Linked DNA regions of Mus musculus: all the other regions are linked to region 3. The links are chromatin contacts, called in public HiChIP or PLAC-seq and promoter capture Hi-C maps. All regions are on one chromosome and are shown on one strand. Each heading gives the region's core, a stretch centred on a gene start, on an enhancer-like site or on the middle of the called end of the contact. The rest is flanking DNA. Distances are from core to core; before and after follow the strand shown.

Region 1 (4,147 bases), core at 135-2,634, 160 kb after region 3:
TATGGTCTCACTTTGTAACCGTAGCTGACTGGTTTGGAACTTAGAAAAATCTATGTGTCTCTATCTTTCATGTGCTGGGATAAAAGGTATGTACTACCATACCTGGTCTCTTTCAAATTTAATATTGTATTTAGAATTTTAATAGTAATTATGGATATGCTTGAGTGCACCTGTGTATATCTGTTGAGCTGCCTAACATGCATTCTTCAATCTGGACTCTGGTCTTCATGTGAGCAGCAAGTGCTCTTAACCACTGAGCAATCTCATACTCAAACCATGAAAAAGAAGGTATCCAGCATTGAAGGCAGGTGGCTGTAATGATATATTTGTAGGGATAGGCATAGAGCATGTATCATTGTGTACAGGTAGTCACTCAAAGGGTGATTTATAATCATTTTTGAGCCAAACAGGAGTTAAAAGGTTGAGGTCAGCAACCCTTATAAAAATGTTAATTATTCCATCCTCAATATTCTACCATCATTTAATGATACAGTAGTTGCTACTTCAATCATGTTGAGTACAAGACACTACACATGGGGAGTCATGGAATTGGTCTTTAGGCTTCATGACTCTAGAGAGCTTGTCTAATGTTTATGAAAAGCTGTTACTGGTTCAGGAATGTAGTAGACACTTAGTGTTTCTGTTCAGTGAAAGAGTGAGAAAAATAACACAAAAATGTTTTCATAGAGTGTCTGCTTACAAAGCCTATATCTTATTAAAGCATGCACAGCGTGTTTATAGTTTATGAAATCCACTGACCTATTTCTCTAGTATCAGTGGTTTCAAACCTGTTTTCTTTCTAGAACCTACCTGGGAAGGGGAAGGAGGAGAGGGAGTGTGTATGTGTGTGTGTTCATTCAACCTGTTTTATAAGTAATGGCGTCTTGAGAAGGTGGCTGATTTTGCAAGAGATTCTGGCACCCAATCTATACTAACTAATATAACTAGTATATATACTAGAAGATGCTGGGGAGTCGATAACCGACTAAGCTTGGTAATCACACAAGATTGGAAACCTGGCAATAGCCATTTCTAGTTCTATAAATGTAAAATTTGCTGCCTTAAGCCAGTTTTCTCATCATAAAATATAAAGACTAATAGTAACTTCCCCAATGGGACCACTAAACAGATCAAAGGAGTTAATGGTTAGAAAGTTCATATCCAAGGGCTTTCCCTGAGTAAGTACCTAAGAAACCTTCTGGTCATTACTAGTCACTTGGCCTTTGGTTCATTTTAGTATTAGATCTAAAACAAATGAATGACTACTAACGCTTCATCCCGAATTCTGTTCAGAAGCCAGTAGACATTTAGCAACTCCAGGACAGGGCAAGAGTACGGCATTTCCGATCCCCATTGGACTTCCTGGAAGGATGAACACTGTTGTTTCAGGATTTCAAGCCAGGCCCCGCCAGGAAAACACAAGTTAAAGTTATCTGGCAATGATAAGATTGGGAAGTACATGAAACCGTTGATTTGGATCTAGTTTCCCAGGTCATCAAAGGTTCAGAAGTTGAGAAAAGGGTGATGGTTGGTGCGTGGAAAAGTAACATATTTTTTTTTCCCCACAAAGGAATAGTGTGCTGTTGAGTGATGCATTTTTACGAAAGTTAAATACTCCAAAAATCAGGTAGTGCAAAATCAGTGATAAACTACCATGTCAGCCCCTAAGATAAACAAAATAAGCAGCTTTCTTAGATGAAGTTTATCAGAGTGTGGTAGGAAGGTCAGGCTGACAAATTGAGGGGCTGAGAGTTTGAGGTGGCTGGTGACTGTTATGTAACCAACGTTGGTACTAAATTTAAACTTCCACAGCCGTCTCTGGAGGTGTGTGGGTGGAGAGGTGAAGGGGCAGATTGAAGACAATGGTCTTTATTTTCATAATGTGATTTAATTTTAGGTTAGGCATGTATAATGACGCTCAGCCAACATTTGGCAATCCTGTATTTTTTTTTTTGAACAGAGGCTATCCTTAGCCCCATGAACACCCCCACTTTTCAGTCAAACTGCTACCCCAGTCCAGTATTTTGCTGGCCTCCCTGGAAGTGGAATTGTCTGGACCTTTCCCTTGCAGAAGCCAAACATAAACACAAGGGCATTAAAATGGAAACAGGATCTTGGTTCTCACTGTTTCGCAGGGCTCTTTAGCTCTGACCTCTGACCCTCATTAAGACCCATGGAAGGTCTGGGCATCTGCGATGTGTAGCTCACTGTGGGAATTTTTTTCTTGCTATGATTGTTGTTTTCCTCCTCCTGGATTATTTTGGTTTAACCTAGGGCTATGATGTAAAATAAGCTACTTTCAAGAGCTTTCCCTGGCCGGCTGTGTTTGGGAACAAGGGTTAGGAAATGTGATTTGACTACTGCTGGCAACTCCAAGACTTCATTTTCAAATTGTCACCTAAAACCCTTGCCAGATAATATAAAGTTTTGTTTTTTTTTTTTTAATTTTGACATTGAGTGCTGGAAAATCCTGATGCAAATGTTCATGTTTCTCCCTGTCTCTTTGTCTCTGTCTGTTCTTCTGTTTGTCTGTCTTATGTGTGTGAGTGAGTGTGCATGTATATGTGAAGATATATATGAAGACCAGAGGCAGATACTAAGTTGTCAATCACTTCTTTAAACAGGGGCCCTAATTGAACTTGGAGATTGCCCACCATTTTATCTAGGCTGTGCCAGTGACTCCTTGAGATCCAATTCAAGATCCATCTCTATCCCCCAAAGATGATACCCCAGATGTACATTTGCTATGCACAGCCTTCCCCGGGGTGTTAGGGATCCAAACTTGGAGCCTCTTGCTTAGGCAGCAAGTACTTTACTTACTGTACTGTTCTTTAGCCCAAATTCTGAATTTTGAAAAGCCATTTAAGAAAGTTTGTGGTTAGACTCTATACATATATTTTAAATGTAGACCTCAGATTAGAATATCATCTCCAGTGTTTTCTCAGGTTATGTTATACCATCTAAACTGTGTTAAAGACACTTTTCCTGACCATCCCGCTGGAATTCCCTCAGAGACATTAACTTTTCTTCGCAGGAATTCTTTGATCTTCTACAGAAGTTTTTTAAGAGAAGAGAATTCAGATATACAATGAAAAGACAATTTTAAATAGCTGTCTTGAGTGGGTAATTTATGCATATATTTAGAAGTAATTATTAAGGGTTTTACTAAATTCTTGTTAAAAATAAAAGAAAGGACTGCTAAATAAACTAGGAAATCTGTCTGGTTTGCTTGGGCATCCCTTTGCTCGCACATCTCTAGGTCAGAGACTTCTGTCTGGCAAGGGTCAAGTTTCACTGTGAGTCTTGTCTGTAAAGGAAGTTTTAACGGTTCAATACAAGTATACGAGAAAACTCTAAATGGTATGAGAATGCTGTGTGTAAGTGTGGTGAACTTTGTTTCTAAGTGAATATTAACAGAAGTGAATAATTAATGTGTGTAGTGTTTTTCCTCATGAATAATGCAATAGTGACAGTGCACATTACAGGCAGCACATGGAATATTATCTTTGAAGTAGAGAAGCACAAAACTTGGGAAGGTTGGTGAGCAACTCGAGGTCACTCAGCAATGCCTCCTGCATCACAAAGCTTGAGCGGCAGCCTCTAGTACTTACTTGTAGTGATCACAAAAATGAACTTGAAAAAAATAACTCTGTCCTATCCAAGAAAGAGAAGACAAACAGCCCAGAAAGGATGCATGTGTCTGTCCACAGTCTCCACAGAAAAATCTGTCTTTCTCAGGAAGCTCCGGATTATAGGATGACATCTTTGGGGTATTCTAAAGCCTTCCTGAGTGGAGTAGAGTTTTACTTTTATTTTAGGATCTACAGCTCTGGAAGAAAGGTGTGAATCTAATCTCCACCATGAATAAATGACAGCTATCTATTGCACAAGAGTTTTCAAGGGAAGCATGTTGGGGATACATGTCTATGAGATTCTAGGTCCCTGAAGGAGCCGTGAAATAAATACTCCCCACAACAACCTCTTTCCCCCTAAATACCTTCCCTATTGCATTTTGGCACTCTAGTCTTAGAACATTATTTTCCTCTTTTTGTTCAAGTCCTCCTTGATTAGCTGAGTCTGGTCATCTATGATTATCTGGATAACTTTCTTTGACTAGACAAGTTTTACTTCCCTGAGCATTCTTCAG
Region 2 (4,444 bases), core at 1,675-4,174, 190 kb after region 3:
GGCTGCTTTGCTGGCTGAGAATCCTGCAGCTTCCTGACTGCTAACATGCAATGACTTCATACCTGCGAGACTAGCTATATGGCCTTCCTTTCCCATGGCATCTCTTTTCTACAATGTCAATAATAAGATAACTCAAGAATTGTTTCAGAGATAGATTTGAACTGGAAAAGTAGAGGGCAGTGAGGGCTGTGGGTCACAAGGAGAGCTGGAGGGAAAGTGAATGGAGGTTATCACTAGAGTTATAAGAGGCAGGCAAACCACCTTGCCGTGGTCACCACACCTGTGTGCTTCTGGACGTCCCTTCTGATTCTTGATTTGTACTCCTCCCATCTACTCTCATGGGACTTGTGTGGACTTGTCTTTATGCTATTCACATGTCCTTTGGTTAAACTAGAAAAAGGATGGATTGCATGATAGTCCGATCTCGTTAGCATTGTCTTGATTTGTACTTTACCTCACTATGCTCCGTATTTAAGGACTTACACATAGCCTATAAAAACCAGTGCTTCAGCAAATGAGGTCTCATTCAGTCTTGAAGTACACATTTAATTCAACTTTTCAGAGGCAAGTGGGAGCTGACTTGAATATGAACGGCACCTAAATGATAACAGTGCAAACTACTTTGAAACAGTCACATCTCTTCAATATATTCTTGTGGATAGATGTTGTCAAGTCTATTAGGACAATCTTCTGGGTTATTCAACCACGCTGGGTTTTAATGAATCACAGAGTCTATCATCATTTTCAGCTTTATCAGACATGTAAGTGGTTCTAATACAAACAAATATATGCATTTTCCTGAGGTAAGGAATGGGAAATACTTGTTTATTTGTTTGTTTGAGAATCAAGTTTTAGAAATCATGTCTTCTTTCTTGAATAGTGTCCTTGAATACCCTACTAACCTCTTTTTCAAAAAATGGGTTAGTATTGGTAAAGGTTAGTTTTAGTTTCTTTGGTTTGGGGAAAAACAAATCACACTGTGCTAGGGTAAAGAATCATTTTAAAGGAACTCCCAATATTTCAAAGCAAAATGGCAGGAAGGGTCACTTTAGTTTGGCCATTTCACAGGAGGGAAAGGGGGTGAGATTGACACATTTAGGAAGCCACATGGCCAGACTGAGTTGTTTAAAGGACACTGTTTGTAAGCATGTATATCCTTCTGTGTTGTATTTACACTTTAATGTATTTTACTTGCATGCCATCTTGCCTACTTTCAAAATGGTTTAGACATCAAGAAGAATAAAATTCCCTCCTTTTTTTCTGGGGCTGGGGCAGGGGAGCTACAGACTGATCATCAGCTCCTTTTGTTTGAGAGAGAACAGATAGATGGTGTGTTACTGAGTGTGGGGCCCTAGCTGATGGCTTTTCTTTGACAAGATATTACGTTTTATGGAGAGAACCAAGGCCACATCCTGTTCTAAAATAAAGGTCAGAGGAGGTTCCCCCCACCCCGCCACTCACGTATCCTTCAGTCCCCACCAAAACAGACTCTTGCCCCCAAATGAAGGGAAGTGTGCCTTGTCTCAGGCCCTAGGATACTGTGCTAGTATGTGCCCCAGCATATGTATAATCCCAGGACCTGGTGACCTTGCCAAGTAGAAGGAAAGGAGCTCTCATATCATATGTGTTGACTAGATCAAGCCCTTCAAGCCACCTTCGACTGAGCTGAGCAACAAGTGGAAATTCTTTATTACATTTCTTGTTCCACAGTTACAAAATTCATAAAGAAGTATCTACCTCAGATAGATTTCCATTCATTAGATTTCCATTGTCTGTGGTTTAGTTGTTTATGTATTAAGGTAATTCAGTTACATCTATAGTACTAATAAGCGGGGTTTTTTTACAGTCTTTTTTACATTAAAATATTCATCATTCATTTTTTATAATCATCTACATAGAATAGAATATTGAATATAGAATCAGATGCTAAGAAGTTGTGCATCAAAGGCTATTTTATCTTTTATGTAGGGATTTTAAAGAACAACTCATACTCAAAGTAATGTTTTTGTTATTTACCCACTTTGAGGAATATTACCAACCTTGACTGTGCTTTCTAGATCTTTACAACTTAGAACTATATTATAAGCTAATAAGGTAATATTCTGTGAAAAATAATAGATGAAAACTATGAACATAAACGGACATCTTTGGTGCAAAAGTAAATTATTACCAAAAGCTTTTTTTTTAAATTTCCTAACAAATTTATATCTACAGGAAGGCCAAATCTTCAAGTCAACTAGAAGACCTTCTAGAAAATACCGCTTATTACATAGAAGAATCAGGACACACTGCAGGTCCTTTCTGAAGCAAAGGGGGTCTTGCTGTATTTCTTTAATGCCAATCACAGTCACTCTTCACCCTTCACTGCTCTTGCGCTCAGTTTTAAGGAATGTCTTGCTCAGGAGAGCCTCCGTCCAAACAGTGACTAACACAGCTGCTAATGGCTCAGCTAGCCTCTACTCCTCCTCTTTGCCTCATATTCCCTGGTGCTACAGATTGCATGGAGGGACTATGAAGTGAGAATGGAAGAGAGAGGAAAAAACCGTACAGCATCATCATCTTTCAATTAAATGCAGTGTGAAAAGCCTTATCAATCCATGCGTTCTTCCTTATGTTATATTTAGGGCTGGAAATTCCTTGACAAAATTGTTTTTTTTTTAATTTTAATTTTTTATTTTTATATTTTTGGCGATTTTAGAAAACTGGCATAGAAATGAGGAGCAGAATGTTCACCATTCCTCATGGGCTGCTATTTGCTTCTTCTGATGCTCCCATTTAACCGCCACTGGATATCTGCTAAAGACATATTTGTTTCTGTGAACAGAGTGACCTTTCCTTGAATGGCCCCTCTAAGGAGAAATACCAGACCTGAAACTGATCCTAACAAGTTGCCAGGAAATTAAGTATGACTCAGGATGATTAAGTGTATCCAGTTGAATCATTGCCTCCCTCCAGGTCTGCCTTCCTTTAACTCCCTCCTTTTCTACCATGCTAGCACACTCCTCCCACCACCGAACCTAAGTATAATTCTCATCACTTTCCTTCCTCTCCAACTCAATCCATCAGAAGGTGAGCTGAAATTATATTGCATACCCACCCACTTATCCACTCTCACCAATACCACTGCAGTACGCTGAGCCCAAAGCATCTCCCATTTGCATCTTTCAACTGGCTCCTAACTGCTTGTCCTGCTCCATCCTTGCTCCTCTTTGGTGTGTTCTTCACATGGCAACAGCCATCATGGTATTTTTGTCTTCTTGCACAGAACTCCCCTGAAGCTTCCCATTTAAGTTGGCAAGAACATCCCAACTGATAGTGTCCAAAGGGTCCATGAATGCTTTGACTTCTGCATCCCTCCCCAGATTTCCAATTTCATCAAATGGCTGCTATATGCTCTTCACTGTCCTGTGTGAAGGAAACTCAGCATTCGAGACAGTCTAGATTCCTGCTTAGAAATTTCTCAAGAAATGAAGATAGACTACAAAAAGAAGTAAAAAAAAAAAAAAAAAAAAAAGAGTCTCCCTAGAATTAAGCCATAAAGTTTGGATTCACTTGGAAGGTGGCATGTGGGTGAAATGTGTGTGTGTGTGTGTGTGTGTGTGTGTGCTTACGGAAACATCTTTATTCTTTTATAGGAAATTTCTAAGATTCATTTAAATTTTCCTTTTTATTGGTTATTTTATTTATTTACATTTCAAATGTTATTTCCCCTTCCCAGTTTTCCCTCTACAAATCCCCATCTCCTTCCCCCCCTCCACATCTATGAAGATTCTCCCCATCCTACCAACCCATTCCCATGAGACTACCCTAGAATTCCCTACACTAGGTCATCAAGCCTCCACAGGTCCATGGATCTGGAGCAATGGGTCCCTCCATGTATACCCTTTGGTTGGTGGTTTAGTCCCTGGGAGATTTAGGGGTCTGGTTGGTTGATATTGTTGTTCTTCCTATGGGGTTGCTAACCCCCTCAGCTCCTTCAGTCCTTCCTCTAACTCCCCCAGCTGTGGTGGATGAAACGTTGAAAGGCAACATAAAGCCCATGTGGCTATCTGAAGGATGTTAAAGGAGCCACTGGATGACTTATATGGAGACCTATTTTACATCTTTAAGAGATGGCTAACCGTCATGAGGAGAACAGAGTTGAAGAAAGCTGGCTCCTAGGCTGGAAGCTGTAGCATGTGCTCCCAGGCAAGGGATGATTATGAGATGGTCTGGACAGTGACTAGAAAGGGGTGGACAGATTCAGGACAATATTTCTGATCTAACAGCACTTGTTGATTGATAAGGTGTGGGTGTAAAGGACCAGAGGAGGAAAATACACCTTCTATCTTTGGTCTTAGGCAATTACTGGAGCAAATACAGATACCTGAAGCAGAGTAAGTGGAGGGGGGGGGCAGGTGTGGAAAAAAAAAAGCTTCATTCCACACCCAGAGACATAGCATAC
Region 3 (4,279 bases), core at 109-2,608:
TGTGCATTCTTATTTCCTAATATACAGCTTTTAATTGTATAATTTCTCAAACAGCACCTCTAAATTCCTATCCACTGAGTGTTTTGAGGAACACACTCCACTGAGACTTTCTTCTCTCCAGTTTCACATGTTTTACTACCCTGCTGAGCTTCGGTAAACTAAGTTCCATGGCTGCCTTCCTGGCTCACATTTAATTTTTATCTCTCTTCACCAAATAATCGTGATGGTTAAAGTTTTATTCCCTTTATGTGTAAAATTTATTAAATTATGGTGGGTTTTCATTTCCTTAAAATGGCACAGAATCAACAGATCTGGCATTTTCCTGCCACTAGAGAAACTGGCTTACCTAGACTGTCACCCACTGTCAACTAGCATCAGTTACCTAGGGCATTAACAACAAATGTGTACGTGTGCTTCACTAGGCTAACAAAAAGAGACTGTAGCAATAAAGTGGAATTCACACTTTTTTGAGGTCTAAATCTCAAGAAACAATACACTTAAGGGTCTTAAACTAATATTGCTATGCCCCTTATCACTGCCAGGCACTGAAACAGATCAAGGATAGCTCTGCTTATCAGCTATAGTATCTGGGCTTTTAAGTAAGTTACTAGATTTCAAACTACTTTTGGAATATGACTTGGGTTGCCCAGGGTCAGTAAGGCAAATTTGTATCCAACGCACTCCAGAGCATCTAGAAAAACCTAGCTTATTTTCAACTCAACCAGGAGGAAATACATCTGTCAGTAGCTTGAGTTCCAACGGAGGTGTCTGACAACATAGGAGCAAAGCAATCTCAAACCATCTAGGGGATCCTACAGCTCTCCCGGCAAGCCAGAGATGTGAGAAGAGAGTGAGGTTGCAATCCTCCTTCCTGGAAAGGATCAAGACTGAGGAGAATTATAGAGGACAAAAACTGCTAACAAGTAAGTGAAGTTAACAGCGGCTCTCAAAGTTCAGAGCAAATAAAAGTCCAACAGGCGTGGTGACCATGCGCCCACGGAGGAGGAGGAGGACCCAGGAATTAGTGCTGTTTAGCTTTGCCAAGCTGCCAGAGAGGAGGCGCGTGGGGCCAGGGAGCCCGAGCAGATCGCCCCGCCTCTTCCGGTGGCCGTGGCGCCGGCCGGCCCACGCGGCGCCCCAAGAAGTGGCTCCGGATGTTTCTACAGTGGCCGCGTCAGGATATAGCCTTGCCCAAGAGTAAAGCGATGGCCCCAGTCCTCATTACCTGATCAGGGCCGCGACCCTCATTCTGGGCGCAGTGTGCGTGCGTACGTGCGTGCGTGCGGTAACCACAGACGCCAGGCCCGGGATCCCGCGGCGACTGGACCTACACGCGCGGTCCTCGACCTGGTGTCTGCTGCGCTGCCTGCCCTCGACCATGCCTACTGCCCCTTCAGCACCTTGCTGAACACCCGGGTGTAGAGGCTAGGTAGTCTCAGCATCTGTTCCCTGATACATGGATATATGGCTCAGAATTTACAAAAAGAAAAAAGTTTAGGCACAGCCTAACCACCTAAGTAAGGGCAGTGAAGCTGCCAAGGGAAGGGCATGGTCCTTGGTAAACCGCTTGAGGGTGCTGGGATTGTCTGGGTAGTAAATTCAAAGTCACAAGTTCTAAGATTTGAAACACTACCTTGGAAAGGGGATTTAGTCTCTCTCCTCTCTTCGTCAACTACAAGAAAGAAATCTTTTCGCCCTTCCTACCCCCCCTCCAAAAAAAAAAACCCACTAACCCCTGATCACTTTTAACTTCGAGGTTTGCATCTCTGCCCATTGAACCAGTGAGGCTACATGACCTCCGCCTCCTATACTGTGTTTTTGCATTTTCCCAATACAGAAACTGAAAAACTTGCACTCCAGAAAGCAAAACGAAAATCTAATTTAAAATACGTTTGCCAGTACTTAGTTATTTGAATGTACTAAGCACTCTTTGGAGCTCCTGGGATCAACTGGTGTACGATATAGACCACCATGCCTACCTACATCCATGAACAAGGAGTTTGTGTAGAGGTGTAGGAAGAAGAGAATTTAAAAAGAGAATTGTATGTTAAAGTGAAAAATACTGTACCAAAAGAGAGAGAAAGAGAGAGACAGAAAAAAAATGCAGAAATAGAGGGTACACGTGGCATTATTGGTGAGTTAAACTAACTTAAACATATACATCTTTGAATATTATTCATATGTAAAGAATGTATATATATATATATATATATATATATATATATATATTTTTTTTTTTTTTTTTTTTTGAGACAGGTTTTCTATGTGTAGCCCTGGCTGTCCTGGAACTCACTCTGTAGACCAGGCTGGCCTAGAACTCAGAAATCCACTTGCCTCTGCCTCCTGAGTGCTGGGATTAAAGGTGTGCGCCACCACTGCCTATGTATATACACATTATATACATGTAATACATATATATATATATATATATATATATATATATATGTGTGTGTGTGTGTGTGTATATGTGTGTGTGTGTGTATATATATATATATATATATATATATATGTATATATATACATATATATATCTCCAGTGAATGCCCAAACTCCCAAAATCCGTCTTCCCAATGTATCCATGTTGAATAAATCTCCCTTTCTGATTTCTACTTTCACCTGGCTTTTTTTTTTCCAGCCTGCTGGTTCTGGCCATATTTATTTCATACATGTGGGATACACTGTCACTGCCTTTAGACACAGCCTTAGACAGCATTGGATGCCCACTACAGATGGTTGTGAGCCACCATGTGGTTGCTGGGAATTGAACTCAGGACCTCTGGAAGAGCAGTCAGTGCTCTTTACCGCTAAGCCATCTCTCCAGCCCTTCACCTGGCTTTTAAAATTGTATTTTAATTAAAGACTGCTGGCAGGACATGAATTGGGCACAGGTTTTGAACTGAAGGTTTGATGACAAAAGAACAGGTAACTGGAGAAGAGTAACCAGAATGCATGATGGAAGATGAAGTCTGGGTGGTGGAGAGAGAAGATCATCCAAGGTGGTGTAGGCCATCTCAGACTTTATAGCACAGGTATGGTTGAAGGTTTTATAAGGACAACAGGTTCTTATAACACTGCAATGTTGAAAACATCTATTAGGGAAGAAATCTATTTTAATGTTCCAGGAGAGATGATGTGATGTGATCTAAAAACAAGATGATGGATTTGGCAAAACATGAAAAGAATTAGTATTTTTAAAACAGTCAATATAGTTGAATAGACAGATATGGGTTACTAAAGAAAGCCATGAGAAATGAGAACAATATCATGAACTAAAGGTAGGATGTGTGAGACACCTCACATTGTGTGGGATACACATTAGCAATCCGTCTTGCCATACTACAAGTGCTTTCAATGGCTCCAAATAGTTGGTATGCGTCATCATGGCATTGATAATTTGCTATGAGTATCAGTATTATAATCGTGTGTGCAAAAAATAATCTGTGATTATAATTATTTACCAAATCAATTAAGTATTTGAGATGTTGGTGTCTGGTTAGAGATAAAGCATTCAAATTATACATTATGAATCATATGCTTTTCAGCCTATGAAATTTTGAAAGTAACAATTTATGTAATACATATGACAAGATCATTGGGAGTTGAGTCCATTGAACTGATGGGTAGTTAGAGTAGTATAGGACTTGAAAGATAAGGACAGGAGAAACAGATACATCTTCAAACAAAGATATGAGAGGTTAGCCTTACTGGTGGAGAGGTTATGTTGGTCAGAGAGGAAGACAAATTGGACAGTCAGGGTGATGCCCAGTTATCTAGAATCAGGAAATGCCACTCGAAGTAATAGCAATGACAGGAAAGTTAGTCTAGCTGTTTATCATCAATTTTAGAAAGCTGTGTAGATTATCAGTAATTAACATGTGGACTATTTTGATAAAATAAGCATCAAGTGCCTCAAAGACTCATTTTTTTAAAAATTTTCTACCATTTAAAATTGTTTTTCCTTGCCACATTTCAAGAGAGGGTGAGAAAAGAACTTGCTCTCCCTACAGCTGCATATTAAGAATTACATTTTGTTTCTCTGTGTTTAGCCTCATGCTAAGATAATCTCATCAAAGATACTTATTATAATGTGTATATACTGGGGCTTATCTATAAGTGAGGGGATAACATGCTCAGGCCCGTTACCAAGGTCAGCCAGTTTTCAGAGGTTTCCTGCTCCCCCTGCCACCTTTATGTTATCCTTTGTATTGTGCATTTTACCCCTAGGAAAAAAATTCTCAAAACTTTCAATTGAAGTCCTTTCAACTAACAGAATTTCCTA

The links. Promoter capture Hi-C pulls out the DNA fragments that hold promoters and counts their contacts. HiChIP or PLAC-seq counts read pairs in DNA pulled down with a chosen protein or histone mark.
Region 1: a contact with region 3 is called in a promoter capture Hi-C map of liver, with 2.6 times the contacts expected there. The contact joins the enhancer-like site here to the promoter of Dph6 in region 3. A contact is called at or near these places in 7 of 39 promoter capture datasets (the 3T3-L1 cell line, 3T3-L1-derived adipocytes, cranial neural crest and 3 more), 2 of 484 Hi-C or Micro-C datasets (cerebellum and nephron progenitors) and 3 of 9 other capture datasets (adipose tissue, embryonic tail and embryonic trunk).
Region 2: an H3K27ac HiChIP or PLAC-seq map of the NIH/3T3 cell line shows a contact between it and region 3, with 2.6 times the contacts expected there. The contact joins the enhancer-like site here to the promoter of Dph6 in region 3. A contact is called at or near these places in 11 of 39 promoter capture datasets (the 3T3-L1 cell line, 3T3-L1-derived adipocytes, the SN4741 cell line and 6 more), 7 of 484 Hi-C or Micro-C datasets (cerebellar granule neurons, cortical neurons, embryonic fibroblasts and 3 more) and 3 of 115 datasets of contacts at active chromatin or transcription factors (the NIH/3T3 cell line, a colorectal cancer cell line and neural progenitor cells).

The regions. Positions count from the first base shown.
Region 1 is chr2:114,810,902-114,815,048 of GRCm38.p6, forward strand. No RefSeq gene overlaps it. Among named protein-coding and RNA genes, the nearest start is that of Gm13974, 41 kb to the right of the region's middle. Within about 2 kb of position 1,385, at least 11 of the 459 cell types and tissues checked have an H3K27ac peak or open chromatin away from gene starts, as enhancers often do. A contact at or near this core is called in liver, where this site is marked.
Region 2 is chr2:114,846,212-114,850,655 of GRCm38.p6, forward strand. No RefSeq gene overlaps it. Among named protein-coding and RNA genes, the nearest start is that of Gm13974, 5.5 kb to the right of the region's middle. Within about 2 kb of position 2,925, at least 13 of the 459 cell types and tissues checked have an H3K27ac peak or open chromatin away from gene starts, as enhancers often do. A contact at or near this core is called in the NIH/3T3 cell line, a colorectal cancer cell line and pancreatic cancer cells, where this site is marked.
Region 3 is chr2:114,653,606-114,657,884 of GRCm38.p6, forward strand. It overlaps Dph6 (diphthamine biosynthesis 6), which reads right to left and starts at 1,359. Exons shown (of 9, transcript NM_025675.5): 1 at 1,226-1,359. The coding sequence starts at 1,248.